Regions from separate parts of the Sus scrofa genome. Here all the other regions are linked to region 1. A link is a contact called in public Hi-C and promoter capture Hi-C data. All regions are on one chromosome and are shown on one strand. The core of a region is the stretch at or near the end of the contact, and the rest is flanking DNA. Distances in the headings are between cores, read along the strand shown. Region 1 holds the start of MFSD4B (sodium-dependent glucose transporter 1). Region 2 holds the start of AMD1 (S-adenosylmethionine decarboxylase proenzyme). Region 3 holds the start of CDK19 (cyclin-dependent kinase 19).

What was found. Promoter capture Hi-C pulls out the DNA fragments that hold promoters and counts their contacts. Hi-C and Micro-C count contacts between places; a contact is called where the count stands out from the background.
Region 2: a contact with region 1 is called in a Hi-C map of embryonic fibroblasts, with 2.4 times the contacts expected there. The contact joins the promoter of AMD1 here to the promoter of MFSD4B in region 1. A contact is called at or near these places in 1 of 47 Hi-C or Micro-C datasets (embryonic fibroblasts) and 1 of 2 datasets of contacts at active chromatin or transcription factors (alveolar macrophages).
Region 3: a promoter capture Hi-C map of liver shows a contact between it and region 1, with 2.8 times the contacts expected there. The contact joins the promoter of CDK19 here to the promoter of MFSD4B in region 1. A contact is called at or near these places in 1 of 5 promoter capture datasets (liver) and 1 of 47 Hi-C or Micro-C datasets (heart right ventricle).

The regions. Positions count from the first base shown.
Region 1 is chr1:77,158,011-77,160,710 of Sscrofa11.1, forward strand. It overlaps MFSD4B (sodium-dependent glucose transporter 1), which reads left to right and starts at 1,341. Exons shown (of 5, transcript XM_003121369.4): 1 at 1,341-1,695. The coding sequence starts at 1,645.
Region 2 is chr1:76,838,082-76,840,989 of Sscrofa11.1, forward strand. AMD1 (S-adenosylmethionine decarboxylase proenzyme) reads left to right here and starts at 1,367. Exons shown (of 9, transcript XM_003121345.6): 1 at 1,367-2,086. The coding sequence starts at 1,977.
Region 3 is chr1:76,791,982-76,794,848 of Sscrofa11.1, forward strand. CDK19 (cyclin-dependent kinase 19) reads right to left here and starts at 1,495. Exons shown (of 12, transcript XM_021091172.1): 1 at 1,052-1,495. The coding sequence starts at 1,179.

The sequences.
Region 1 (2,700 bases), core at 91-2,590:
TCACAGAGTAGGAACAGATTTATTGAGGAAAATGACAAGCTCAGTTTTAGGTCATAAAGATAAAATACTGTGAAGCTTGATACTCCTACAACATATTTTTGGTTTTATTAAATTCGTATGCCAGTAAGAGTGTGTTGCTCAAGTTCAAACTCCTTAGTATGGCATATAAAGCCCTAAATAATTTGAACCTAATCTGCTTCTCCCATATCACCTTCTATTCTCTTTACTATACATATATACCTTTTGTCTCCACTACATTAAATTTTTCTCAAAGAGATAGTCAGTCCCTGACTCTGAAACACTAAGACAGGTTCTCTTAAATCATACTATCTGTGCTTTCTGAGGTAAATTGGGAAGGGCTTAATGCCCAAATGGATGGGGCTGGAGAAATGGGTTGCAAGGGAAATGATGATGAGACACAGGTGTGTATAATCTGGGAGCCTAAGTGGATGAAAGGCTGAGTAATCAGGTGGAAAAGAACATTTTAGATAGATGATAAAGAAAAATATTTACGAATTGTGAGGCTGTGGTCTATTTGGTCAAAGAGCAAAACGCTGGGGTAGAATACCTAAGACAAAGCTGTAGCTTCTCCGCTGGCATAACCTTATTCAGGGATTCTGCAAATTGAAGCTCTGCCCCTACTTCCTTACAACAATGGAAATATTTGTAGGGACTGGGGCGAGAGTGTGCTTGTGACTGCAACTTGGGTTCCAAATTTCTATCCTGAGCTACTGTTAACACTGTTTATGCACAACCACAGATTCGCTGATTGACCTTGGGCAAATTGCTACTTTCTATGACTCAAGTGTCCTATCTGTAAAATCAGGATAACATGTATTTTAGAGTGAGGATCAACTGAGATAATACAAGTGAAAGCTTACATACGTGGTTCAACAAATGTTGAGGGGTGACAGATGAACGACAAATCAATAAACGACAAATCTCAAAGGAACTGGGGCAGCAATTTTAGAAAGTCGTACAAGGGACAGACCTGGGATTCCCTCTACTCCCAGGAGACCCCGGAGAGCCGGCGCGAAGACATAACTAGCATTTCTTGGCCCCTATTTCCTCCTAACGGCTTGGCTGCATCGTACCTCCTGATTCTTCTGGTCCCAGGCTGCAGCTGTAGCTCGCTCCGCCTCGGGGCGCCCGCCTGCAGGGCCTCTGCGGGCTCAGCCAAGAGAGACGCTGAACCCTGAGCGCTGTGTCCGGTCTCCAGGGCAACCCTATCAACTTCCGGTTTGCTGTGAGGCCGCGGCTGGCAAGAGGCCACATTTCCGCCACGTGACCCGCGCAAGCGTCCTGCGCAAGAGAGAGCGTGAGTCCGCAGCCTGTGACACCTAGCGCGTTCCGAAACTGGACGCCAGGGCCCTAACTGGGGCCGCCCCCGGGGAGGTGGCGCCAGCCCGGACCGCTGGGTCTGGAGGCGCCGGATTGGGACAGGGCTCGGAGTTCCCGAGGCTCCGCTGAGAAGCCGGGCGGCAGCAAGATCGCTGCTCACGAACAGCCACACTGGAGCTGGAACTGGAACCCCATGGGGCCGGGGCCCCGGCTGCCGGGCAGCGGCTCCTCCAAGCCGAGGCCGCGGCGGAGAATGAGCAAGAGGCGGTGGTGGGCTCCCGGCGGAGCGACCGGGCCGGGAGCATGCTGCGCTGGTTCATCACCGTCCTCTTGTGTGCTGCCTTCCTGGGGCTGGTGAGAGCGGGGGCTGGAACCTTCCCGGGCTGAGGCGTGAGCAGGTGTCCTGCAGAGAACGCGACCTTCCGAGCCGGTGTCTTGGCCGCTTGCAGACTGTTTGACCTTGGGTGTATTAATCTACCCGAGCCTCAGTTTTGTAATCTGAAAAATGGGCACAGAATTATAGAGGTTTATTGTCAAGTGTGAAATCGATTTTCGTAATATATTTTCCAACTCCAGCAAACCTTTCTACCTCTCCTCCGTGGGATTAGGGGCAATGCAAAAGGGGTTGCTGGTCTATATTCGCTGCCCTCAACCCTCCCGCACCAAACCAACCCCCAAATTATTTCACAAAGTTGCTTTTCCTTTTGCCTCCATCTCGGCTGACCAAATTCAACCCTCATTTTTGCAGCCTGGGGAAACAGGCCCGGGAAAGTGACTTTTTCGGACCATACGGCTGGTTAAGTGGTTGAGCCAGGAATGCCGTCTCTTATCCTGCCTACAATTTTTACCTAAAACAAATTTGCAGATCCTTCAGTGTTTTTCTTAGAACGAATTGCAAGACTAGAAGCGTCTTTTGCCAAACCCCTTGGCCACCCCGCGATTACCTTTTTTACCCCCTAGAAACCTCCCTTGGTCATCTGTCCTAAATATTGGTATCCTGGGTAGTTGGGAGGGTGAGTCCTCTGAGCAGCATCTCTCCTGGTCACATAGTACCTTTTTCTAAGCCACACTTGATTCTTAGAGTGTTTGTATTTGAAGAAAAGTCATTGCAGACGCTGTGCCAGGTCCTGTTAACTGCTTTACAGGCGGGTACTAATTTGAGTAGAGCTGGACTCAGCCTTCACTCCCTGCCAGCCTTTAGTTGAGGACTGCGCCCGCTGTGGGGGGGGGGGGGGGGGGGGAAATACAGCAAAGCGTGCAACTAGAATCACTTAGTCTTGAAATGTAGGCCAATTGGAAACATTTTCTGTGTGTGCGTGCATGCAACGAATTTCCTATAAAAGCCAGATGTAACCCCTA
Region 2 (2,908 bases), core at 117-2,616, 320 kb before region 1:
ATTAGTGTTTGAGGTGGTTTAGTAGACTGATTCTTCATTTCAATAAGCAACCATCAAATAACTGAATAGCTTGTAAAACACATAAATACTTCTTTTATCTTTATTCCAAGTATAACCACCACATTCTTTGAATTATTATAATAAGCAACATTCATTATCTTTTGTCCCAATCCCCAGTTTGAGTTGGATGCTTTTAAAAACATGGCAAGAGTAGCATATGTACCCACTGCATAACATAGCTTCTTTCAACAGCAAAGTTTGACGGAGAAATATGAACAAATTCATGTTGTTGTAAAACAAGTACTACCCTGCAGGGAATCTAGAGTACAAACCCAAACTACTTCATTAAGTTTTTCACACATAACAACGTTGTCTTATTTCACTTGTAGCTGAGGAAATTCTCTAAGGACGGTGAGTCTTTTGTCTTGTAACAATGGTGATTTTTATGTCAGATTGTTTTTACCATATTTCAGAATAAAAGTCACAACTTTGTTTCCACAATTTTGCCACCTCGTTATACAGTTTGACTACGACTTCACAATTTTTACACTTTACTTGATTATTGAAACTATAGATTCATGAGTCTAGTGATCACGACTAGTGATAGCCCTGAATCCCTGTTAATATCCGTGCAATTTCAGATTATACTTATTATTTTTATTGATTCTTTAAATCTTATAGTGCGTCACAATTTTCATGTTTCTAACAGATGACTTCATATAATTCCATAATTCCTTTTTTCCTCCTTTACCCCCGTATTGCTCCAAGCAATAATAACTCCTTTCCCCTCCTTTTGATGCAAACAATTTCAGGTTATATTTAATAAATCAGGTTCTAGAAATAGTTTTGCAGAAGAAATTCCCACCAGTTGACCTAATTGAGCACGGAGTTGCCAGTGCTTCACGGCAGCTACTGTGCTCCGCCAACTCCGAGGCTTGGCGAGCCACATGGTGGGAGGTAGGTAGAGCCGGAGTCCTTCAAGGCTGGGCGCCACGTTGCTTTTCCCTTTTTGAATAGGGAGACAGCGCTTCTGGCTATTGTGTAAAACGGTAAGAGAACTGCGTTCGTTCGCACATCAGCAAAAGCGTGAGCAGAATTAAAGCGCCTTCTAATTCGACCCTTGGCAACATGTGCGTCACGGACAAACGTGGAGTTTTAACGCCTGGCTTCGGTGGCCTTAGGGAAGTACACTTTAGAGAATGGCTGAGTACCTCAGCGATCGCGGCGAAGTGCACAGGATCAAAACCACCACGCCATCCCAGCAGTGGCCACCGCCCCCGCCGAACCCCGCCAACCCTCCAGAGGACCCACCCATGTTCCCCGCTAGCCAGTTGTTTTACGCAGCGCTACGCAGCCTTTCCTCACTCCGTCCCCGCTCTGCCACTCTCTCCACATTCGACCCCCGATTCCTAGTCCCCAGCCGGACAACAGAGTACCGTCTCCCGCCCAGGGGCCACCCCGAAATCGAACCGCAGGGACACGGGCCGCTCCCCGCGCTCCTCGCAGGCGGGCGGCTAGCCAGCCGCAAATGGGCGGCTGGTGATTGACAGGAGACTGGAGCTATGAGCCGCGGGGGAGGGACGTTACGTCACTTCCTGGCCTCTGGGGGTAGACGGAGTATATAAATTCCCGACTCACGCAGCGCCCTCGCTCCCACAGTATGGCCGGCGACATTAGCTAGCGCTCGCTCTACTCTCTCTAACGGGGAAACAGCGGACTACAAGAGACTGAGCTGTATCTGCCTCTATTTCCAACAGACTCACGTTCAACTTTCGCTCACACACACAAAAAAAAAAGCCGGGAAAATTTTATTAGCCCTTTTTTTAAAAAAGTTAATATAAAATTATAGCAAAAAAAGGAACCTGAACTTTAGTAACACAGCTGGAACAATCCGCAGCGGCGGCGGCAGCGGCGGGAGAAGAGATTTAATTTAGTTGATTTTCTGTGGTTGTTGGTTGTTCGCTAGTCTCACGGTGATGGAAGCTGCACATTTTTTCGAAGGGACCGAGAAGCTGCTGGAGGTTTGGTTCTCCAGGCAGCAGCCCGACGCAAATCAAGGATCTGGGGATCTTCGCACCATCCCAAGGTGGGTGCTCGGGGCTCTCGCCCACTGTCGGGTATGGGGTCTGTCGCCGCCTGGAAGGCAGTAGCCCTAGGCAGAGAGGGGGCGGGGGCTGGATTCCCGCAGCCTTCTGGTGGGGGCAGGTCCGTGGGCGGGGGTCGTTTTGTGGCCTTGGCCTGGGCCCCGGCGCCGGGGGGAGAGGCCAGGTCCACGCGGAGCCCGAGCCGGCTTCTCCCGCCACCGTTGCCCGGCCGGGCGCTGCCCGGGGGAGGGGAGGAGGCCGGCGCCGCCGCGTGCTCAGGTAACGTCCCCGGCGCGGCGTGTGGGACGGCGTGCAGCGCCGCTCGGGGTGCTTTGGCTGCCCTCGCCTCCCGACTTCCCCCCCACCCGCCCCGGAGTAGGTTGTCGGGGCCCGGGGTGGGGTGCCTGGCGCCGGGGGGTGGGCGCGTGCTCCCTCCAGGCAGGTGTGGCTCGGCGGGCTTAGTCAGGCGCTAATTCGGGCGTGCCCGCCTCTGGAGTGGAAGAGGGAGGGAGCGGGTCGGGAACAGAGGAGGGAGGGGGCTGATCGGGAGTCGGACTCTTTCTCTCCGCTTGAGGCGGGAGGAGGGGGCCTGCCCGGGCAGAGGGGCTGGCGAGCAGGCCTCCCGCCCGCGGTCGGCGCTGGCAGCATGTGGCGCCCGGCCGGCGGGGATTGGGCGGGAGCAGTGGTGTCGCAGTGGCTGGGCCCCACCGCCGCCCTAACGCGCTCTGCACCAAGCCTTATCGGGGCGGCCTCTGGAGACGGCCGGGGAGCCCACCGAGGCTTACTTCCGAGTCTCGACCTTGGATTGTGTAGCCTGCTACCGA
Region 3 (2,867 bases), core at 245-2,744, 370 kb before region 1:
CGGCTCCCTAACTCTGGGGAAGTGGAATTTCTGCCAGGATGGGCCCTGCGGTGATGACTTGTTTAAACCTACCCTTCTCAGGCAGGGAGCTGGTTCCACCTGTACTGGAGAGCCCTGTGCCCTCCTAAGAGAACAATCAGGACGGGCTTCCTATGATTTTCTTTCAAGTCCAAGGAAAACAAGGGTTCTGGCCCAACTCCGTGCCACTTGAATTCCGTTATGGGTAATCTAGGTGCCCAATAAACCGCAGCACGCAGCCACTTGGCAGAGGATGGAGTGGAGAACCTAAGAATACCCAAGGGGAGGCTGCTGGAGGATGGGATGGGTTACCACACCGAACTCTTAAGTTCTGCGGGCAAAACCTGGTTGGTCTCTCAGAAGGTCTACATTCAAGGGAAGGTGCGGAATGGAGAATGTGAGAAAGCAAGATCGGAGGTGGGCGAAGCGAGGTGGAGAAGTGGCCGGGTTTTCCACAGGGACTGAAGGGACTGCGCGGAGGGGCCAGAGCGCTGGCTCGCCCCCAGGGAAAAGGTGCCCAACGGCTCAGACCCGTGAGGCTGGCGAGGACCCAGGCACTCGGCAGCCCGACGGAGACCTCGGCGAGGTTTCAAACCTCCGCCCCCGGGAGGCGCTCAGCCGATTGGAAGTTCCACCACGACCGTCACCAACCGAGGGCCAGAGCGGCAACTCCTCCGCAAGGCTCTCCCAGACCTCTGCGTCTCCCCCGGAGACCAAAGCCCCACAAACTCCACATCCAACCGAGGTCCCAACTCGAGTCCCGCCGCCAGTTCCATGCACGCGGAGGGTGCCCTCCGGGACGAAACCGACACCCCGCGACGGGGCTGCGCCGCAGGAGTTTGAGGGGCGCGACGGGGCCCGCGCGAGCGGGCAGAACCCGTGTCCCTCAGAGTCCGCCTCGGGACGCGGCCCCGGGACCACGTCCGCCTCGCCCCCCGGGCTTGGCCCGTCCGGGCTCCGACCCACCCATCCCGCGCGGTCGCGGGCAGGGCGAGGACCCGAACGAGCCTACTCCCCCCGCCCCTGCTCTTACCCATCTTTTCGCCTCGCCTTGTAGACGTGCCCGTAGGTGCCGCGTCCCACTTTGCACCCTTCGTACTCAAACAAATCCTCCACCCGCTCCCGCTCCGCCGCCAGCTTCGCCTTGAAATCATAATCCATTGTCTGCTTTCCCCATAGAGGCACCGGGACGCGGGGGCCGCCGCCACTCAGTCCCTCCTCCTCCTCCTCCTCCCCCCCGCGACCGCCGCTCCACTTCTCCAACAACCGCCTCTGGGGCGCGCGCGCGCCGCCCGCCGCCCGGCAGTCCGCCTTCAGCAAGGGACTCCTCGGCGGCCACGGCGGCCACCTCCTCCACCTCCTCCTCCTCTGCGGCGGCGGCGGCGGCGGCGGCAGCGGCGGCGGCTGCGGCTCCTACAGGCACCCTCAGTCCCGCCTCCCCCTTCATTTCCTTGTTTTGGAACCTGGTGGGCCGCGCCGCGGCTTCCTCGAGCTCATTAACGAACCATCCCTCCCGCCCCCGAGGCCGCGGAGACTCCTGGGAAATGTAGTTCCATAAACCTCAGGAACAGTTGAGTGATGCGGTAGAATGAAATACAATACCCAGGTTACCTTGGGCCGCTACAGCCCCGCCTCTACAAGACATGCACGCTTGCGCACTGAGGCCGCCCCTCCCCCCTCAGGTAGCTTTGGACTGCTAGTTCCTGTGAAGGTAGAAAGTGCAAACTTGCAGTGTGCTTTCTGCGAGTCTGTGGAAGCTGGTGGAAAGAAGGTCCTTTTTCTGGTGTAAGGAAGGTACTCTATTATAACTGCCCCCAGGAGAGGAGGAGAGTGGAAAGTATTTAACAAGGGCTTTGCCCACGAGTTTCCTCCAGTGGTTTGCTAGACGAGGACTGTGGTGAGAGCAGTTGTACTGCAGATTGTTGTTTGTTTTTGGTGGCAGTTGGTCCGCCTCCCGCCCCGTCCCGCATCCAACAGCTCATTGGCGGAGACTTAAGAATGACGTCCTCGTTGGTGCGTGGGTATCCCTGCTTTGGCTTCTTTCCGGCTCTTGATTGGTAATTGGATGTGCTAGGTTCTTTCTGATAGGTTAATCTTTTTTCTTTGCGGTGCAAAAACCGTATTTCAAAAACTGAACTTTTAGCGGTTTCCTGGTTCTACCGTCGGCGTCGGCCTGAAAACCTGTAACTTAAAGGTCCTAGCAGCCAATCATCCTTGGCGCTCTAGTCGTAGTCTTCTCCTAACATAAGTGATTCCCGTAGCCAAGCTTTTGGCCAACTGTCTGAGGACTATTAAAGTGCCTGCAGGATGCAGCAATTTAAAAACAATCATTTGTATTGGATTGTAAAGAGTGTCTTAAGGTTTATGCCTAACAGTGACGTTTTCCTAGAATGTTTAAATCTCCTTAAGGTGAATGTTGGTTCATTATTGCGTGCCTAAAACGTATCAGATGCTTGGGATACAATCTTAAAAATCATTGGTGCTATGATAGGACTTAACATACCACATTCAGTGAAAGCACAAGAGGAGGAAATAGTCAATTCTACCTAATGTGGTAAGGAAAGTTAAGAGTGACTTGCCTGCTAGGTTTTGGAAGAAACTTGGAAAACTGGATGGGGAGGGGGTTCATTTATTTATTACAACAGTAAGTTTCCTGGAAAATTTCCTCAGATCTTGAAGTAAATCGTGAAGTATCTGAGTGTCTGTTATTTCCAGGTACTATGGTAAGTGCTGCAGATAACCAGCTAAAATTGGTCTTTTCCATCCGGAGATTAAAACGTGTTAAAGTAAACATGCAAGCAAATTAAAAATAAACTGTGGGGAGTTCCCCTTGCAGCTCTGAGGTTAAC